2 separate regions of the Macaca mulatta genome follow, and region 1 is linked to region 2. The links are chromatin contacts, called in public Hi-C maps. All regions are on one chromosome and are shown on one strand. Each heading gives the region's core, a stretch centred on a gene start, on an enhancer-like site or on the middle of the called end of the contact. The rest is flanking DNA. Distances are from core to core; before and after follow the strand shown.

The links. A called contact is a pair of places that touch in the nucleus more often than the background predicts.
Region 1: a contact with region 2 is called in a Hi-C map of blood, with 4 times the contacts expected there. The contact joins two enhancer-like sites. A contact is called at or near these places in 7 of 14 Hi-C or Micro-C datasets (CD4 T cells, blood, cortical neurons and 4 more).

The regions. Positions count from the first base shown.
Region 1 is chr2:9,667,171-9,672,639 of T2T-MMU8v2.0, forward strand. The region is part of intron 1 of TPRG1 (tumor protein p63 regulated 1); the gene reads right to left. Among named protein-coding and RNA genes, the nearest start is that of TPRG1, 20 kb to the right of the region's middle. Within about 2 kb of position 3,546, at least 1 of the 40 cell types and tissues checked has an H3K27ac peak or open chromatin away from gene starts, as enhancers often do. A contact at or near this core is called in blood, where this site is marked.
Region 2 is chr2:9,501,517-9,506,855 of T2T-MMU8v2.0, forward strand. All of the region lies in intron 7 of TPRG1 (tumor protein p63 regulated 1), which reads right to left. Among named protein-coding and RNA genes, the nearest start is that of TPRG1, 190 kb to the right of the region's middle. Within about 2 kb of position 2,180, at least 5 of the 40 cell types and tissues checked have an H3K27ac peak or open chromatin away from gene starts, as enhancers often do. A contact at or near this core is called in blood, where this site is marked.

The DNA.
Region 1 (5,469 bases), core at 2,296-4,795, 170 kb after region 2:
ACATCAAAGCAATTAAACGTTGGTTGGACTCCCACTATATGTCCTGTGAATATCCCTGTTTTGGAACTTTCCACAATTTGTCTTCTTTTAGATTTCTGGTTGAATGCATTGATTTGCCTTACAAGACATGGGCTGTGATTCGTCACAGCATTGTCCCAATGTGTGCTTCATGGCACATCCACAAAGAGTATCTGCCCTTTTAGCTCCTGGAGACTTGATTTATAAGGCTACTATAGTGATGCTGTAGTTATAACCTTATAAGCTCCTACTTTCTCATATTCTGCCAACAGCATCACACTTTTCCTTTAGGGAACCACCCCTCCCACTGTCAATCCATGTAGTGAGAAACTATCTTCTTCATGTAAGTTCCAGCAGTGGAGTAGATCCAGGCTTAACCAGTCAGCATATCTAACTTCAATAGCCACTGCGACTGAATTATAGATGGGTGCAGCCCATTTCAGTACATGGAGAATTGATTCTTGGATTTTTGCCAAAATTACTTGGGGGAAAAACGACTTTTGATTAAGGTTATTAAATGGATATGATACAAACCTGCAGCTGCTGAGAGGCACCCAGGAAGAGATGCCCAAAAATTTACAAGGGATATGAAGGCCCTCTTCAAGAAGAACTACCAACCACTGCTCCAGGAAATAAGAGAGGACACAAACAAATGGAAAAACATTCCATGCTCATGGATAGGAAGAATCAATATTGTGAAAATGCTCATACTGCCCAAAGTAATTTATAGATTCAATGCTATTCCCATCAAGCTACCATTGACTTTCTTTACAGAATTAGAAAAAAACTACTTTAAATTTCATATGGAACTGAAAAAGACCCCGCATGGCCAGGACAATCCTAAGCAAAAAGAACAAAGCTGGAGGCATCACGCTATCTGACTTCAAACTACACTACCAGGCTACAATAACCAAAACAGCATGATACTGGTACCAAAACAGATATATAGAACAATGGAACAGAACAGAGGCCTCAGAAATAACACCACACATCTACAACCATCTGATCTTTGACAAACCTGACAAAAACAAGCAATGGGAAAAGGATTCCCTATTTAATAAATGATATTGGGAAAACTGGCTAGCCATATGCAGAAAACAGAACCTGGACCCCTTCTTTACACCTTACACAAAAATCAACTCAAGATGGATTAAAGATTTAAACATAAGACCTAAGACTATAAAAACCCTAGAAGAAAACCTAGGCAATACCATTCAGGATACAGGCATGTGCAAAGACTTCATGACTAAATCACCAAAAGCAATTGAAGCAAAAGCCAAAATTGACAAATGGGGTCTAATTAAAGAGCTTCTGCACAGCAAAAGAAACTGTCATCAGAGTGACCAGGCAATCTACAGAATAGGAGAAAATTTTTGCAATCTATCCATCTGACAAAGGGCTAATATCCAGAATCTACAAAGAACTTAAACAAATTTACAAGAAAAAAACAAACAACCCTATCAAAAAGTAGGCAAAGGGTATGAACAGACACTTCTCAAAAGAAGACATTTATATGGCCAACAAACGTATGAAGAAAAGCTCATCATCGCTGGTCATTAGAGAAATGCAAATCAAAACCACAATGAGATACCATCTCACACCACTTAGAATGGCGATTCATTAAAAAATCAGGAAGCAACAGATGCAGAAGAGGATGTGGAGAAATAGGAATGCTTTTACACTGTGGAAATGTAAATTAGTTCAACCATTGTGGAAGAAAGTGTGATGATTCCTCAAGGATCTAGAACTAGAAACACCATTTGACCCAAAAATCCCATTACTGGGTGTGTACCCAAAGGATTATAAATCATTCTACTATAAAGACACATGCACATGTATGTTTATTGCAGCACTACTCAGAATAGCAAAGACTTGGAATCAACCCAAATGCCCATCAATGTTAGACTGAATAAAGAAAATGTGGCACATATACACCATGGAATACCATGTAGTGATAAAAAAGAATGGGTTCATGTCCTTTGCAGGGACATGGATGAAGCTGGAAACCATCATTCTCAGCAAACTAACACAGGAACAGAAAACCAAACACTGCATGTTCTCAATCAGAAGTGGGAGCTGAACAATGAGAACACGTGGACATAGGGAAGGGAACATCACACACCGGGGCCTGTTGGAGGGTAGGGGGCTACAGGAAGGATAGCATTAGGAGAAATAACTAATGTAGATGACGGGCTGATGGGTGCAGCAAACCATCATGGTACATGTATACCTATGTAACAAACCTGCACATTCTGCACATTATCCCAGAACTTAAAATATAGTAAAAATAAATTTAAAAAAAATTTTAAATCCAACCATGTGTTACATACAAGAAACCCACCTAACTGGTAAAGACATTTACAGAGTCAAAGTAAAGGGATGGAAAAAACAGGTAAAAAAAAAAAAAGAAATCTACATAGAAGAACCATAGCTGAGAGAAGACAAGCATAGTTCTGATTTTCTTACTTGGTATTTGTCGAAATTATTCAGTTGTGTTCCCCAAATATGATTTTTTGCTTAGCCTTATTTGTGTTGAGTTTCTGTTAGTTGCAACCAAAACAGTCCTTATTAATATAGATACAGAAATAAATCTATATAAATTTACTATATTCATAATTTTGTACAGTTTACAAAGTACCACCGTATGAATTATTTCTTTTAAACATCATAATAATTTTTTAAAGTGGCCATTAGCATGCTCCCTATTTAATACATGAAAAAATGGACATTAATCAATTTACCCAAGCTGTAGCCAGTAGGTACCTGAGTCAGAGTCCAAATATATTATTCCTGTTCTGAATCCAGTGGCACCCATCCTTGTTTCAGGGATTTTACAATCAAGTACAGGAGACAAGTTTAGCCCATATATAAAGTTAATATAACAGTAAGATACAGTTAATGAGGTAGCATTTGTTGGTCAGTAAAACTGATGGTTCCTTAATGTGTTCAGAGGGGAGACAATGCTGAGGTGTGGCCAGCATTAGGGGAACACACGGGGGAGAAGGGATGGCACCATTGATAAATTTCCCCAGAGGATTTTACAACATGTTGGGATATGAGATTTGGAAAGGCCTTTAAAATTTTCTATTCCAATCTCATCTTAAAAAAAAAAAAAAAAAAAAAAGATTGATAAGAAAAGGGGGCTTGTTTTCATTACTATCAGTCGTTCCTTGATTATCTACTAACTTTCAGGCTCTGTTTATACACATCATTGCCAACGCTTTCAACAACATTGCAACATAAGTATTTTTACCTCCACAGATATAGAAAATGAAACTCAAAGTTTCTTCCCTTGGTTCTTTTGTACAAGCTGTACTCTGATTTCAACTCTCCTTCCTTTCCTTGTCTGAATGAGGAGCACCTACTCATCTTTTAAGACATCTTTGAAGATCTCTTTCATAGCGACTTCTCTGTCCTTCCCAGTTTACTATACTTCTCTCTCAACTCAAGGCCCAACTACTCCTATCAAAGCACAAAAGTGTGTTAAACATAGAGGTCTTTGTTCACACATCCATTGGCCCTCTACTAGACTGTGGGTTCCTTGAGGTTAGATAAGATGTTTCACATGTCTTTGTTTCCTAGTGCCTAGCACAACACTGGCAGAGCAGGCGAGAAGAAAGAAAAAGAGAGAGAAGAAAAAACAGAGGACCACAGGCTTAGACTTAGGGAAATGTCCAAAGTTATAAGGTAGAGAAGGAAAAAGCTATGAAGTTTTTAGAGAAGGCCAGGATGCAGGTGTAGGAGAACCAGAGTAACATTAAATTTCAAGAGGTACTAGAGGTAAAACTGTCAAAAATATGCAGTGCTGCAGAGCGGTACAAGACAATGGGACTGAAGAAAAGGTCACGTAGTGAATAACTACGCTGTTTTTGCAATCTGCTGGTAATTTCTCAGAGGAAGTTATCAGGGGTTTGAATTATTGAGAGAAATGTTTTTCTCTGAAGGCAATCTGAAGGATCTATGAAATTGAGCAATGGTGTAATTAAACTGCAATGCCTAGTTTGCCTAAACTAGGTTGAAAGACCTTCAGGGCTTCCGGTTTCCACGCTCAGAGCAGGGACTGGTTGTATCGGCTTAGCTTTCACCAGGGAAAACCCAGCACAATGAAGGTGACGCACATTTCATATGCCAAGGAAAATAGGATTCAAAACCAAGGTATAGGCTGAGCTGAAAATGAGCTTCACAAAGCCTTAGCTAAACTCATAGGTGAGAGATTCTTAATGAATGACCATAAGAAATCTAGATATCTAGGAGCTACACTCCTAACTTGGTTGTTGCAGTCAGGGAAACAAACCAGGCTCTTCTGCAAAATGCGCTCCACTGCCTCTGTCAGAGACCCAGTGCCAGGGTGAATTAGCTTTGCGTTTGTTCCCAGGAAGAGGAAAAAACAATGAGCCAGAAGACCAAGTTCTAATTTCAGCACCTCTGTTTACCAGATATGTGATGGTCGGACAAGATATTTCTTCTCTCTGAAACTCTATTTCCTTATCTACAAAGTGGATACCATAATAATACTTTCCCCCACAAGGTTGGGGTGGGAATCTAGTAAGATACTGGCCTTAAAAATTGTTTACGATTCTTTCCTATACCAATATTGTTAATTATCGGTATAGTAGATGTGTTTTTGTTATTGGTAAAGGCAAAATGTCAAAAGAGGCCTTAAAGTTTGCAAATCCAACCCACGTATTTCAGTCCTCTGCCATTTTTCTCTGACCCTTAGTTTTCATGAATTCCAGTGTAAGTATCTGCTGGGATACAAACTTTCTTTTGCAGTTTTTCATTATCTGCTTGTTGAATAACTGTTATGTTATTCATAACATAACATTGTTCTAGGCACTAGAAATATGAAGGGAACAACAGTAACAAATAAAAATAATAATAAATATCCAGCATTCCTTAAGCACTTTCCATGTTCCAGATTTGACATATACCAACTCATTTAATCTTTTTCACATCACCGTCAGGTAGGCATATTTATTTTCTTCATATCACAGATGAGAAAACTAAGACTTGAAAAAGTTCAATAATTCAACCAAAGCCACACAGTGGATAAGCAGAAAAGCCAGGAACTAGGAGTGGCCCAGGTTGCCTGGCCCCAAATCCTGCGCATTTCACCATTGTGCTGTGCTGCCACAGTAGTCATGGTTCCTACCCTCACGGAGCCCATACAATCGTGGAGGATACACACAGGTCAGCAGCCAACTACAATACTGCCTCCAAGGGAGAGTTCCTGGAGGAGCAACCGCTCTCAGACAAAAGAATTCTGTCAGTCTGTTGATCAGTACTTGGAAACTAGGCTCTGATAGACAAGGCAGTACCTCCCTCTAACCGTATGCCTTGAATCTGAATATTTGCCTCTGAAATATATACACCCTTTTAGTTCTAACCATAATACAACCTCTTACATGTATGCAATACGTCATGGCCTATCTATAAGGTATGTTACATCCA
Region 2 (5,339 bases), core at 930-3,429:
AAAATACCCTGAAATTGCAGGAACAAATGGTTGCCTATAAGTTCCGTGGATCTCTGAAGCCCACTTACAGGAAACAAAGCTTTCTTGCCACAACCATATTAAATCCAGGAGGATGTAGGTGATGTCTGATTGTTCATCATTGTACTCCCAGGGTCAAGAGCACAGCAAGGGCTCAAGAAGTATTTGTTATAGTCAGCAGGGAGAAGACAATAATGAGAATAAGTATACTCTTAACAGAGAGAACTCAAAGTTTTAAAATCATAGTAAAACATGTATGACTGACATAAGAACGTTTCCAGAAAGCAGGTCTGGTCATTAGACTGTGGGAAGAGTTCCTGAAGATCCCAAAGTAGGAAGCTACACAGAGAGGAAAGGGAAGAGGAAAGGAAAGTGTTCGGGGGAGTTTCACTGGAAATGATTGAATAAGTCATGCTGTTGGAGAGAGAGGCCCAAGCTTCAAGTCCCCAGTATGCCACCATTAGCTGTTTCCTACTGGAAAACCCTGCATCTTAACAGAGTCCCATTTTCTAGTAGATTTGACAGAGACCAGAATTCAGATCTCACAGGAGTGCTGTGGGAATCAATTGAGGTAAAAGCTATGAAAGTATGTTATGAAATCAGTATCACCTACACCTAAGTCTGGGTTGGGGTCAGCTTGAGTAAAAGACCAAGGGATTACAAAGGGGTATCTAGGATGAATTAAGAAACTATTTCCTAACTGCAGGCTCTCAGGCTACCTGGAAAAGATTCTGACTCAAGAAAAATGTTGGCCTCCTCCAGGTTGAGAGACCACACTTACACAGTATTGGAGCAGCTTTTGTATGACAGAGCCATACAAATATGCGTCCAGCTTCCAGCTCTCTAGTCAGCTGCAATTTAGCACATCCTACTCTGAATTTGTCACTTTTCTCAGACAACCATCTTCTCCTCCTAACATCCCTATTTATCATCAACAGGCAGTATCTCAAGCCACTTGGGCCTGAAATTTGTGTCCTCATTGTCAACCTTGAAGCATAGAGCTGCCATTCGAAGAAATCCTTTGACTACTCTCAGCCCAGACTTCCTCATCTGGAGAATGGAGATATTATCAGCGGCTCCTACTTTGTTTCAGTGTTTTGTGGGAATCATCTGATGGATGGAAAACCTTTTGGAAAATGTAAAATTCTATATAAAAAAAGATGATCCTAAAAATTGCAACATTATAGGATTAAACCAGAACAACCACCTTCATCTAGGTTATACATGAAAATCGAGTTTAAAAATCTCATATTTAGTAATAACCAAAAGATACTGGTTCAAAGAATCATGACTCTCACTTGTGTAATTTTTCTACTTGTTCTCTTGCTAAATACCTTAAATCTTGGAGTTCTAATACTGAAAGAATTAAGAAAATCATTGCCACATTAAAGGTGAAAGTTTTTAAAAATATATTAATGAGGTGGTGGGAAGTAGGCTGACATTAAAGTAGGTTTGGAAGTGTTTGGTTTCTCTAATTAAATAGAGCTAATGAGTTTCTCCACTGAGTCTGAGCGCTGGGCTAAACAGTCTCACAAGCCTCTGAGTTCTGTGATCTCAATAAGGGATGGCCAACTGGCAGCCGAAAATAATCTGCATCATGGGGTGATTCATCCTTCACACCTTTGGGTGAAACCTTCCTGTCAGAATGCAGGAGCAGGTTGCAAGCACCATGCAGGGTTGAGTTAGAGTCTCTGTGGTCTTCAGAAGCTGCTGATCCCTCACTCATATCAACAGACCATAGCACAATGTCACTACAACAAGAATCGGAGAATGGCAAAATGAAAGCTTCCACAGATCACAAATCAGAGCTGGGAACAAAGTGGCAAGGAGGGATAGAATGTAACTTAACCACCCATAATTGAAAATGGGGGCAGGAGGTAGGATCTAGAGATACAGAAGGCATTCCTCTGCCCTCTCCTTACTCACAAGCATGGGAGACGGGCTTTAAAAAAATAAAATGAAGATAATCTAGCACATCTTCAGTGCTTTTGTGGGGTCTGCAGGTATAATCAATCCCTTGATGTAGTTTTTAAAGCCATTTATGATCTGGCCCAGCTTTCCCTCTCCATTTCTGCACATTCCCTGAACATCTCACCACCACCTCCCATCCCATCACCACAAAGACGGAAGGAGCTTCTCCCAGACCTGGATCTGTCCTCTGTATGTGCTGCCCGTCCTGTCTGAAATGACCTGTCTTTCCTCTGCACGTGCTAAGTCTTCCTTAGTGGGGCCACCTGTTCAGCAAAGACATTCCGGACCACCCCCTTTCTGTCACCCTGTTTCCCCTAGTTCCTCAAACTCTTTAAACTTGGTCCCTCTTTCAGGTCTTTGCACAGGTGCTTCTCTCCATCTTTCTCATCCTGATTGCAATTTATCTCTCAGGTCTCCGCTTAAATACCACTTGGAGGAGAAATCCTTGATATCCCATTGACTTCCCCAATCAGGGCCCCCTCTAATTGTCTACTAGAATCCTGTTCTCTTCCTTCATTACACTCATTACACTTATCACATCTCTTTAAAGTAATCAATCAATAAAAAATGTAGTGTATGTACTTGATTTAAGACCACATACACAAATACTTGAGACTGTAACATTGGTAAATTTCAAGGAGTGTGTTTTGCTCTTCGTTGTAGATCCAGTAACACTGGATGCTCAATAAAATATTTGATGAACAAATTCTCTTCTCAAAGTGCTCAGAGCACTTTGTACAGTCTTTAAATATAACACTTATTCCATAGTAATGTAATTATTTTCCTTCATGTTTATCCCCATTCCTGGATTTTGAGCTACTCAAGATTAGGTGAGATGGCCCCACAACACCCTGCACTTGGCATATCTTAATTGGCTTTAACCTGCCTTCTAGCTTCCTGGTGGCAAGAGCAGCTCGTTAGAAACACACCTGGTGCCTAACACTGTGTCTGGCACACAAATAGTTTTGAAACAAATGAATGAATGAATGGCTAGAATGTCTTCCCCTCCATTTTCCCCTGACCTCCCAAAGTGCCCTTTCAATTTTGGAGGATACTGCATCCTATTCCTTTGGTGAGATACAGTGCACCTTCTGTGTGTGTTTCTTACTTAAAACACATTCAGTAAAACCTACAGAACTTTCGATTTACAGAATAGATGTTTAAGGTGGGCGATTACTTCCTTGAAAAAAGAATTTTTTCCTGCAACAGGATACAGAGACCTGTAGGCATGCAGCTCTTCCCTCCATTGAATTTAAAGTATGATTTGTTGAAAACTGCTATTTGTTAATTTTTCAAGGAGATGCTATTTTATAAAGCTTGATATACTTGTGTGCAAATAGGTCCACGTTTGAGCTGTGTTAAAGGAATCAGGCAAATCCTTACTCATCACCAGGTAGGACCAGGCTGGTGACACAGGAGCTGCAAACACGGTGCTCAGCCTGGGCTGCAGAAATCAAGATTGGCATGGACATACCCAGGCGAGTTAGAGAGGAGGGGCCTGCCTAGGAAGGGGATGCAAAACTGCATAATCTAAAGGAGAAACGAAAGGTGCCAAATGAAACTGCAGAATACTTACAGAGTACATGATTACGCTCTTGAAATACCTGAAGGACTGCCACCGAATTAGACTTTTTCTATATGTCCCAAAAGAAAGGCTCAAGGTGGAAAAAAACCATTTAACTGAATTGTACAGAAAAGAATGGGCTGCCTTAGAAGAGGCTGACATTCTGGACATCAGCAGGGTGCAAGACAAGAGAAGGAGAATAATAGTAGTGATGTTGTGGGAGGCATTTAAGCATCAGATTTGGGAAAAGGGATGGTGAGGAAGAGGTAATTAATACTAAGTAATAGCAATGATTTGTTGATGTAAGTGCTGTGTGTAGGCATTTAATCTCCTATAATGCTGTAAGTTGTGAGGGTACCCTTCGTCCACTCATTTTACAGATGAAGTAACTGAGGCACACAAAGCTTCAGAATGTGCCCACAGTCACCAAGCTAGGGAGGGCTGGGGTCAGGATTCAAGCTTAAGTCCATCCACTTCAGTAGCCTATGCCTCTAGCCACAAAGACAGCTTATATCCTGTCCAACTCTAATTTTCTGGGCCTTAAATATTGAGATATCAAGAAAAAAGCTACACAGGAGTCTCAAGTGTATCTGGTGAAGCCGAGTCCTTCACCTTCTCCTTTCCTTTGTCCTCCAGCGTAATTCCTGTGCTTACGACTACAGAGCATGAAGCCAGTTTTCAAGTTTACTGCGTGTCTCTGTGTGTGTGTGCATAGATCTGACAGGGCTAGTTCATTTCAAGTAACCAAGTATGTCTTTGGACAGCTCTTGTCAAGATCCAGTAGAAGAGCCAATTCCAAAAATATGTTCCTTTAGTGGTTTTTTAGGGTTCTCTGCTCTGCACGGATTGACAATGTGGTAACAAGAGACATTCTGGAGACTGGATTTAATGCAACCATATGCTAGACAGAATGAGAACCCATATTGCAGCAGACCAGCCGGTACATTTCCATGTTAACAGAAGCTTGATTGCAAATTACATTTAGTCTCAACAGCTCAGTTCACTGCACACAGATGCCATGGGGGACTGTAAAGTTAGCGAGATGTGGGGGAGTACGACTAACATTTTTTTTTTTTGAAAAAAAAAAAAAATCCTTCAGCTGATAGAATGCCAAGGAGCATCAGCGCTGATGCTGAAAAGAAAACGCTGCTATATTTGTTTTGCCAGAAAAGGAAAAATAATCATTGTCGCGAGTTGTTAGTCAAATTATGAATACGAGCTCGGCTGGTAATTGTCTGATAATACAAACAGTGATATTAGGGTTGTCAGATGCGGCACGCACTGTTTGACAGCTAACATGTACGTGCTCTCTGGATGAGGAGCTGGTTCACTGATTCCAGAAGTCAGGCAAACAGAGGGCTGGCTGATGGAGGAGAGCTTCCCTAAGATCCTGGCCTCCAGTCCAGGGCTGGATCTGGGTCAGCTTCCCAAAGTGTGGTCAGTATCTCTGCTACACAGAGGAGGGTCAGTGAAACTGTGGAAAGAACACAATGTGGGTTTCAGTGGCAGATGCAGCTCTCACTTACTGTGCAACCCTTGGCAACTTATTTAACATCTCTGAGCATACATTTTTCCACTTCTAAAACAGGGATAATTTTCAACCAGGTCCTCCTCCTTTGTGAGGATCAGCTGAGAACCTTGTGTGTGAGCATACAGTAAACCACATGGTGCTTTCTAAATGTTGGGGCTGTAAGTTGTCTACTTGGCTGGGTTTCTTTTGCTCCCATTTTAAGAGCTGAGCTAGAGTGATTTTTTGTCCATTTTCTCATGGCTGGAGCAGATTTTC